Linked DNA regions of Gossypium hirsutum: region 2 is linked to region 1. Evidence: chromatin contacts called from public Hi-C data. All regions are on one chromosome and are shown on one strand. The core of a region is the stretch at or near the end of the contact, and the rest is flanking DNA. Distances in the headings are between cores, read along the strand shown. Region 1 holds the start of LOC107943394 (plastidic ATP/ADP-transporter). Region 2 holds the start of LOC107952407 (pleiotropic drug resistance protein 1).

What was found. Hi-C and Micro-C count contacts between places; a contact is called where the count stands out from the background.
Region 2: a contact with region 1 is called in a Hi-C map of leaf, with 1.4 times the contacts expected there. The contact joins the promoter of LOC107952407 here to the promoter of LOC107943394 in region 1. A contact is called at or near these places in 3 of 34 Hi-C or Micro-C datasets (callus and leaf).

The regions. Positions count from the first base shown.
Region 1 is chrA02:89,648,240-89,653,466 of Gossypium_hirsutum_v2.1, forward strand. It overlaps LOC107943394 (plastidic ATP/ADP-transporter), which reads left to right and starts at 3,048. Exons shown (of 6, transcript XM_041086564.1): 1 at 3,048-4,032; 2 at 4,035-4,246; 3 at 4,338-4,592; 4 at 4,899-5,042; 5 at 5,115-5,227. The coding sequence starts at 3,489.
Region 2 is chrA02:89,802,114-89,807,340 of Gossypium_hirsutum_v2.1, forward strand. LOC107952407 (pleiotropic drug resistance protein 1) reads left to right here and starts at 2,766. Exons shown (of 24, transcript XM_041086583.1): 1 at 2,766-3,167; 2 at 3,395-3,533. The coding sequence starts at 2,830.

The sequences.
Region 1 (5,227 bases), core at 1,798-4,297:
ACTTAAATGCATGTTTGATTGTTGTTATTTACTGCATGCCATGTTGTTATTATCTGATGCATGGGATTGGGATATTGACGAAAGAAGTACTGAAAGTGGCTTGTCCACGTACTGGAGGCTTTGCCTCAATTTACTGTTAACTGAGCAACAATGCTGCAACTGTGGAGTGTTGGGCTGGGTGGGTTGAGCTATCCCCACATGAAGTGTATGGCTGGTACGAGTGGAGTGTAGTGGTTGGTGGGTTGAGTAGTCTCCTCAAATGGGCTTGCATATGTTATTGATGTTGCATGTATTTTGAAATGGGCCTATGGGCCATACTGTTATCTAAATAAGGGGCTAAGGCCCAGTTTATTGTAATCTGAAAAGGGCTCTGGTCTAGTACCACTGTTACCTGAATGGGCTTAGGCCCAATAGGCTTGAGCTGACTTGGGTTTTGAATGGGTTTTCCTTACACACTGAGTTTCCCCAAACTCACCTTTTTTATTTTCATCCACGCAGGAAATCCCCAACCATAGTGGGCTTGGAGCTGTGAGGGAATTCGGAGTGACCACCCGTTCTGAAAGTTTGATTTTCTTCTGGTGAACTGGACATCCTTTTATTTACGTTTGAAGTTTTGGGTTTTTAAATATAATAAGGCCGCTTAATTATTTTTAATGGTTTTAATATGTATTACTAAGATAGGTATTACTTATTTTAACTATTGAAATTGGATAGCTTTAGGGCGCGTTTTCAAAAACAACAGTTGATTTCAAAATAACACGACAACAAGCAAAGCTTCCGCAATGAAAATATTTTCCAAAATTAATCACTTTTCCTAAAAATGACTTAATCAAATCGGTTTCCTAGAAATATCCATGACGTTAAGGTGTGGCAATGGCGGTATGCATGTCTAGGATTGGATCCGAAGGGAGCTTGGTACTTAAGCAATCCGATGGACTCACCACCTCTTTTCCGGTTTCCTACCTGGTGCACAGCTTCCATTCACCTTAAACCTTAATGAATTAATCTTTTGAACATCAAGTACGATTTTCTGGACTTAGAATGGAATTTTTTTTTTACGTTTTTGATGTGGCATGTCGGATCCGGCCATAACGTCTGGGCCGGGTTTGGGGTGCTACAATAATTCATTACAACTTATTATTTTTTTATCATCTTTATAACTTTACATCAATTTTATAATTTTTATGATTTTTTATAATTTTTTTTAATTTTATGAAAATTTTATAGTTTAATAGTTATATATATTTGGTAATATTTATAAATTTTTATTATTTTTATGAGAAAATATAAAATTAAACTAGAAGATGGTATGTGTCACTATTTGATTGGTTAAATAATTAATTTTAACAACCAACATACTCAAAGATGAAAACTGTTAACGGAAGGATTTAATTGATTTGTTTTTGTTACTATCAAATGCTAAATTGGATGCAAATTTAATGTAGGGATTCAATTGATTTTTTTTCTAAGGGCATTTTTAACCTATAAACCAAATAAGGAAAAAAATTTAAAAATTAAAAAAAATGAATTTAATGGTGTAGGAGATGGATTTAATGATTGAGTGATCAATTTGATCAATTTCTTTAATCGCAATGACCAAAGTAACAAAATATATATATTGGGTCATCAAAATAGGAAGGATTTAATTTTAAATGACTAATGAATTCCTTTTGAACTTTTTGATTAATGAAAATATAATAATTTAAATATAAAGTAATTCAATATAAAATTTAATAATTTTATTATTATATAAATTCATTTAATAAAATAAAATTTTTTATTTATATATATATATATGATAAATCTACTTATCATTTACTAAATATTTTAGTAAAATTAAAATTGATACTTACAAATGTGGTAAATTTCATAAATAATAAAAAGTATTTAGATACTCTTCTCATATTTAATTTTTTATCCCTTTATTTTGAATTCCAAGATTTTAGTTCATTACTTATTAATTGAAGTGTAACCATTAATTTTCTTTTTTACTGGATTGGTCTATGTATCATTTTTAAAATAAAAAAAAAATTGCTCACATTATCTATACTAAATAAATAAATGAAAATGTTGAGTATTGAGTTTATTATTATTATTATTATTATTATTATTATTATTATTATTTTGAATTAAGGGTTGTAAGATTCTCACGAGAGTGAAAGTTATTGCTTTTTCCTACAATTTTTTTTTTAAAAATATCACATTTTTTTAATAAAATAATTAAAATATCAGACTAAGTTGTGGTACGTAAATCAACTAAATCTTGCCCCAAATATTTTCATGTAAAATAATATAATTTAATTTAAGAAAAATTACACTCAATATTATTAAGTTATTAATAAATTTATGTTTGGTCATTTAATATTAAAAAATTATAAAATAATCACTTAACTAGTTAAAAATTTTCATTTAATTCGTTGAACTATTCAAACATTTTTATTTAAGTCACTAGGCTATTAAAGTTTTCTTATAAAAAAATCTGACTAGCGAACTCCAAGTAATGATTCGACGATTGATAGAGTACATCAATATCCATCGAGGAGTAAAAGAACATACTTTAAATCTAAATCAATCTGACGATAAATGTTAGAGATCAGAGAAGAAAGTTATTTAAAATTTGGTTTGCAGATTCATAATATTCAAAGTTGTTTCATGAAAAGCTTAACTGTGAATATGAGAAAAAGAACTTTCGATTGGTGCAAGTAGTATAGATAAAAAATGTCATACAACAACAATTTTGACAGTTCAATGACTCAAATAAAAATTTTCGAATAATTAAATAATTATTTTGTAATTTTTTAAAATTGATTGATCATAAACTTATTAAAAGTTTAGTGATATTAAATATAAATTAATGAAAGCTTTTCCTAAATGGAAAGAGTGGATGATTAAAATGTAGAAATATAAGGTGGAAATAGTAAATTTGAGGAGAATTAGAGGTATGATTTTGGTGAAAAGCCGATGACCTTTTTCTTTGGGACGTTGAAAAGAGAACAGGACCACCCCACCACCCAAAAACAAAAAGAAAAACGTTGGAACAATGAAAAAAAAGTGGAAAATATCTGGAATCCCCAGTTTTGATATTTTTATTCAAAAAAAAATTGCAACTTGTTTGATGTGTTGTGAGGACTGGATGGGATTTTCAATTTCCTACTTTTTAAGTTTCTGTCCTCTCCTAATCTGCAAAATTTGTCCTCTTATTTAACCGCCATGCCACTGCCACTCCTTATACCCATTTCAAATTCTTTTTCACTCAGAAAGAAATTGCTTTCTTAGGATTTAGTTTGATATTTTCTTTTTCTTTTTTAATTACCCATTTGTTTCTCTGAGAACACAGTCTTCTCTTGCCAGCCACCTTATCTCTCTATCTATCTCCCTTCCTCTCTTTACCTTTCCCCCGTGTCTCTCTTTGGTTCTAAAAGATTTCAGGGCTTATCCTCTGGGGATTTCATTTCCCAGTTCTTTGAAAAGAGAACCTTAAGAGAGACATGGAAGCTGTTTTACAAACCAGATGTCTTCTCTCATTGCCACCAAACCCAACCAGAGTGAGAGTCAGAAGCCTTTTGAACCCATCACAAGGCTTGAAGCAGAGGCTTTTTGCTTCAAAACCCTTAGGCCTTAGTGATTTATCTCTATCTTATAAGGAAGTTCCAAGCTTTGTTGCCAAGCCAAATGGGTTGTCCCCAAAAGGGAAGAACTTCATTCGCAAGGCTGAGGCTGCTGCTGCAACTGATGACCAGCCTTTGTTTGGTGAAACTCAGAAACCTAAGTTCTTGGGTATTGAGCTTGTGACTCTTAAGAAAATTATCCCACTTGGCTTAATGTTCTTTTGTATCCTTTTCAATTATACAATCCTTAGGGATACAAAGGATGTATTGGTTGTGACAGCTAAAGGAAGCAGTGCTGAAATTATACCATTTTTAAAGACATGGGTTAATTTGCCTATGGCTATTGGGTTCATGTTGTTATACACAAAGCTGGCTAATGTGTTGCCAAAGAAGGCCCTTTTCTACACTGTCATTGTTCCTTTTATAGCCTTTTTGGTGCATTTGGGTTCATGTTGTATCCTCTCAGCAATTACATCCACCCTGAAGCACTTGCTGATAAGCTTCTTGCAGTGGTTGGACCTAGATTTCTGGGTCCTCTTGCAATTTTGAGGATTTGGAGTTTCTGTTTGTTCTATGTCATGGCTGAACTTTGGGGCAGCGTGGTTATTTCTGTTCTCTTTTGGGGGTTTGCCAATCAGGTCATTTATCTGCATCTTTGTATATACATGAGATTTTCTCAGCTGAAGTTTCCTATATCTTCATTTACCTACTGTGATTTTTCTTGTGCAGATAACGACTGTAGATGAAGCAAAAAGATTCTATCCTCTGTTCGGACTTGGAGCCAATATTGCCCTTATTTTCTCAGGTCGAACTGTTAAGTACTTTTCTAATTTGAGGAAAAATTTGGGTCCCGGAGTTGATGGTTGGGCCATCTCCTTGAAGGGAATGATGAGCATTGTGGTATTAATGGGGCTGGCCATCTGTTTCCTTTACTGGTGGGTGAATAAGTTTGTTCCTCTTCCCACACGTAGTATGAAGAAGAAGGTAATTCCATGTCTGCCTTTTCATCATTTGCTCAACATTATGAGCATTAAAGTGTCTTTTGATTGCTATTAAATTTGGTCATTTAACTGCTTGGTTTGTATTCGTGATGGACCTTAATAACAATTACCCCTTTTTCAAAACATGCCTGGCAGACAGGCTGGAATTGCTTTTGACTGCCTGAATAGCTCTTCTAAGATGCTGAAAGATGTTTGCAACTTATTTTAGTATTGTATGCATTAGAGTGAAGTTGTGAGGTCGAAACATGTATATGAGCCTGTGTTTCTTTTATTGTCAATCTTTTTGTAGGAAAAGCCTAAAATGGGAACAATGGAGAGCTTGAAATTCTTGGTGTCTTCCAAGTACATTCGGGATCTTGCTACTTTAGTGGTTGCATATGGTATTAGCATCAACCTTGTCGAAGTTACCTGGAAATCGAAGCTCAAAGCTCAGGTAAAAAATTATATGGTTTACGATTGTTAATCTGAAAGCTTAGTAAATGATGATTCTCTGTCCATATTGTAGTTTCCAAGTCCGAATGAGTACTCCTCCTTCATGGGTGACTTCTCAACTGCTACTGGGATAGCGACGTTTACTATGATGCTACTAAGTCAATTTATATTCGACAAATATGGATG
Region 2 (5,227 bases), core at 1,516-4,015, 150 kb after region 1:
GCATGTTGAAGATGTGTTCTTCTTTGGCCCTATTTTATTTGTGAATTGCCCTCCTTGAATTTCCCCCAAAGCACCATTTTTTTAACGTTACTATTGAATGTTTAGATGGGTCTAACGCTCCAATAGTTGGGGTTACCGTAACTTCCAGCATCCTATCAGTAGTGGAGCTTTGACTCTGTTGTGAACCCAAAGTTGCTACTGATTGTGTGACATGAATTTTCCCTTCACATTGCACCGTATTGGTTATTTGGCCTTCCGTTCTGCTCATCACTGAGTTTTCTTCCAAATGTTGAGTCTGGGAAGCATTTGTGAAATTTATGTCTTCTCTTATGGCTCCATCAACTTCTGCCCCCTTTTTTGTATTATTTTTATTTTGTAGTGGATCTGATTGACTGTGGTCTCCTGGGTTGTACTTGTTTTGGTTTTCCTTAATGGGTGCCTTAGATTCTTTAATCTGGAAATAATTTTGATTATGCACACCTAGGCTTGATATAATTTCTTTACCAGGCCTTTTCCGAATTTGGCCTATTGGTGGTGCTCCATTCGGTGTTACCAAGGACTTTTCAGCAGACCTTGACTCCTTTTGGGTTTCATGGATCCTTCTCATGGACCCATTATCATGTAGATTTGGTTCGTCGTTTAGGGTTTTCAGTGCTTGAAACTGAGAGCTTCCAAGTCCCTTCTCTCTAACGGCGCTGTTGGTGTTACTCTTTCCTTTTGACCATCGCCGATTCCTTCTTTCCACAATCATCAAAGGACCATAAGCGTCGGATTTATCAGCGCCGTTGCTTCCTCCTGAATCAGGTCTGACTTCTTGGATTAGTTCGTGCTCCTTACTGCCTTATCCCATATCTTGTTGTTCAATCGTTGTCTTGGTGCAAATATCCTGTGTATGCCCATAATGGCCGCAAGAGAAACAGACCGTGGGTAAGTATTCATACTTGACTTTTTGCAGTAATCCATTGATAAAAACATGAGATATGAGAGCCTTCCCAAGATTCACATAGACCGCCATTCTTGCAAACCTTCCCCGAACGCCGTTATCAGTATTAAAATCCAATTTTGCAACCCTTCCTATTATTCCCCCTATTTCTCAGAGTATTTTCCTTTTGTAAATGTGCCCAGGCAAATCGGGTAGCCTTATCCAAGCCATGACCATATTCGGGTAGGGCTGCGAAGGACTGAAATCCATATGAACAGTTAAGTATTGGCCATATACTACCCATGGCCCTTGACTTAATACCTTTTCACAATCGGCTGGATTCTGGAACTTGGCTAAGTAGTAGCCGTTTTCGATGTCCATTAAACAAAACGGTTGACTCGGGCGCCATAAAGAATGGATCTTGTTTGTAGAGTTGCGTATCCGATGTTTCTACCTAATAACTTTATAACCACGGTATGTTCCATATCTTTTATGAGTATTTGGTTAATCCGGTCAAAGAAAGCCGGTATACCGTTGACCGAGGATCTGACAATATCTCCGTCAAGAATATCTAGGTCATCATCGTCTTCTTCTTTAGATGATGGTTCTGCTTTTTCGTCACCTCTTAAGCCTGTACCCATGAGGCGATCTTTCCAGGACCTAGGTCTGTCTGGAGCCGAAACAGCGTCCATGGCCACATCTGCATTGCCTTCTTGATTATTGATTATTTCAATTCTTGATAGTCGACTATCTCTTCTCCCTTCTCCAATTTTCTCTCGCTCTTCAGACTCCATTCACAAATTTCTATCAATTTAAAAAGTTAATAATATAAACTATAAAGACAAATTTAAGATTAAATTTGAATTTTAATGAATGTAAAGAAAAGCAGCATAATATGATGCCCCACGTGTCAATGAAAGGAAGTCCCTTTGAACCTTCCTCTTATTAAATTGTATGTAATGAAAAAAAGAAGTCAATTCCCAGTCTTTCTTACTACTCTCATTCCTTGTTCTTCAAGGTGTGTTATTATTATTATTATTATTATTACTTTAGTCCTAGAATGACATCATTGGTGATCTTTTTAATAATTTGTTATTTCTTATCTTTTTTATTTTTTGCTAATATTAAATATTTTGTAATGTTTATTTCAACTCTTTAGATTCAAATTTCTATTATTTTAAAGTTAGAATTAATAGAATTTATTAGTAATGTTTATTTTACTTGCTTCTAATTTTAATCCATAATATTATTTATTGGTTTATGTTATTATGCAAAAGCACAACAAAAATGTTATCATTTAGGTAAAGTGAAATTTACCTTAAAATAAATTATTGAAAAAAATTAATAGTAGCTGGTACTTAAATACGTTAAAAACACTCAATAGATTTTTTCTTCTTTCCATTAAAGTATCCATAGCTCAGCAATTATGTCATCTAAGCATATTACAAGATCATCCATTTTGTGCATTTGCTTCGTTTATGGTTATAAATCAATGGATTAGGATATTCTTAAAATATGGTTATAAATCAATTTGGAAATCCATTGCTAAATTTTAAACACGTTAACTTTCGACACCCTATCAACGGTTAAAGTATGTTTGGTGAATATAAGCATGGTTTCAAGATGTTGGTGATTTAAATATGTTGAGATTAACAGTAAAAGAGGAAAAGTAAAAGACAAATAATATTCCATAACTCAATCCATGCAAAACAAAGGTGGAAAATTTTGAAGTTTGACATATGAAAGAGAAAGAAGGGCGGCCAGCAACCATGCATTGCCATTGCCCTTACTCCTTATATATATGCCAAACATTAGTTTTGTTGCAACAGGCTCTCCCTTTTAACTTCATTCTCATTTCTTTTCCTTCTTTCATTGGGAAGGATCAAGTATTGATATTGTTTTGGGTAATGGAGGGCGTTAATATTTATGAAGCGAGTAGTAGTTTAAAGAGAAGTATAGGCTCTGGTATTTCTTCCATATGGAGGAACAATGGCGTCCAAGTTTTCTCGAGATCTTCTCGAGATGAAGACGATGAAGAAGCTTTAAAGTGGGCTGCACTTGAGAAACTACCCACTGTTGCTCGTCTAAGGAAAGGTATATTGGCCAGCTCTCAAGGTGATGCCAATGAAATCGATGTTCTAGATATTGGATGGCAAGAAAGGAAGGCTTTGCTTGAGAGGTTGATCAAAGTTGCTGAGGAAGATAATGACAAGTTTTTATTCAAGCTCAAGAATCGTATCGATAGGTATGGAATTTTTGTGTTTTTAATGTTTGCAGGAGACAAACTCACACTATGCCTATTGAATGGAATAGAGTAACAAATAGAGTCATAAGAGAGACTGTAAAAGATTATTTCAGAAAAAAAATGATTTGTAAAAGAAAAAGTTGTAGCTGAAGATTCATTCAATAGTTCCCGAACAGTGAAAATTTTGAACCAAACATAATGTCTGTTTTTGCATTGGAAATCCTCAGGGTTGGCATCGATCTTCCCACAATTGAAGTCAGATTCCAACGTCTAAATATTGAAGCTCAAGCTTACGTAGGAAGCGATGCTTTGCCTACAGTTATTAATTTTTGTTGGAACAATGGCAGCAGCAAACATCAAAACAAAGTTGCAGCTCAGTGTTTGCAAGACTGAAGCAAGAAGAATCGAGGCAAAGCAAAGCAAAAATTTTGGTCAAAAATCAAAATACTCAGCAATGTTGTGACTGAACATTCATCATTTTTCATTCAACTTGAAATATATAAAAGAGTTACATTGTACATTGACAGTTACCTAATGTATTTAACTGCCCCAACTAATACAAACCTAATCACTAGCCAAAAATAATCAAACATAGCTGACCAATCAGCCATTACATCAAAAGGTCTTGTCACTAACTTAAGTTTAACTAGCATTACAAACAAACTAAAGTTGAACTGAACCAAATTACATCAAAACAAAGCAGCAAAGTTGGTTGCTTCATTCGGTTCAAAAACCATTCGTGCGCACCAAGCAAAATGAGCTGAGCTCGATAGCTGCTGGTCTCGACAGTAGCAAGCTTTTGGCTCCATGTTGCATTGCAGTCCAGCTTTCAACACTCCTCCTTGGACTGTATGCAACACATTCCAATTGCACTTCTCAAAGATTCAAATCGAGCAGCCCCTAAGGGCTTGGTCATTATGTCAGCCAATTGTGCTCCTGAGCTGCAATGCACAAGGCTGACTTCCTTTGCTTGTTCAGCCTCTCTAACAAAATGCAATTTGATCTTAAAATGCTTAGTCTTGCCATGGAACACAGGGTTCTTGGCTATTGCAACTGCAGACTGATTGTCCACCCAGATTTCAGTTGCTTCATCTTGAGTTTCATTAAGGTCATAAAGCAGCTTTCTTAGCCAAATGGCCTGATTAACTGCTCCTGCTGCAGCAATGTACTCTGCTTCAGCTGTGGACTGAGCAACAGTTTGTTGCTTCTTAGAACTCCAGCAAAACATGCCCGATCCAAGTGTGAAGAAGTATCCAGAGGTACTCTTCATGTCATCGAGAGATCCTGCCCAGTCGCTGTCAGAGTAGCCTTCTAGTTTCAGTTGGTTCTGACTTTCAAACATTACACCAAAACTAGCAGTGCCCTTGATGTATCTAAGGATCCTCTTTGCTGCCTTCAAATGTGCCTCATTGCAACAATGCATAAATCTCGATAACAGGCTGACACCAAACATGATATCTGGCCTGGTTGCTGTTAGATACAACAGACAACCAACTAGGCTTCGATAGTGCCTCTCATCAACCCTCTGCTGATCACCACTGCTAGTCAGCTTTTCTCCTTGAGCCACAGGTGTGCTGACTGCTTTACAGTTATGCATGCAAAATTTGTCTAGGATCTTCAAAGCAAATGAGTGTTGGCTGATGAAGATACCTCGATCAGATTGGTGCACTTCCATGCCAAGGAAGTAAGTCATGATCCCCAAATCTGTCATCTCAAACACTTGCTGCATTTGGACCTTGAACTGATCAATGAGCTCGATTTTGCTCCCTGTCACAAGCAAATCATCCACATACAAGGAGACTATCAGCAAGGTTTCATGTTCTGACCTTTTAACATATAGAGTAGGCTCACTAAGGCTCTTTACAAATCCAAGTTTGGTCAGGTAGGCATCAACTCTATCATACCAGGCCCTTGGTGCCTGTTTCAGGCCATAGAGGGCCTTTCTCAACTTATACACTTTGTCTTCATGTCCAACAACTTCAAAACCTTCAGGTTGCTCGATGAAGATCTCCTCCTTGAAAAAACCATTTAGGAATGCTGATTTGACATCCAATTGGTGA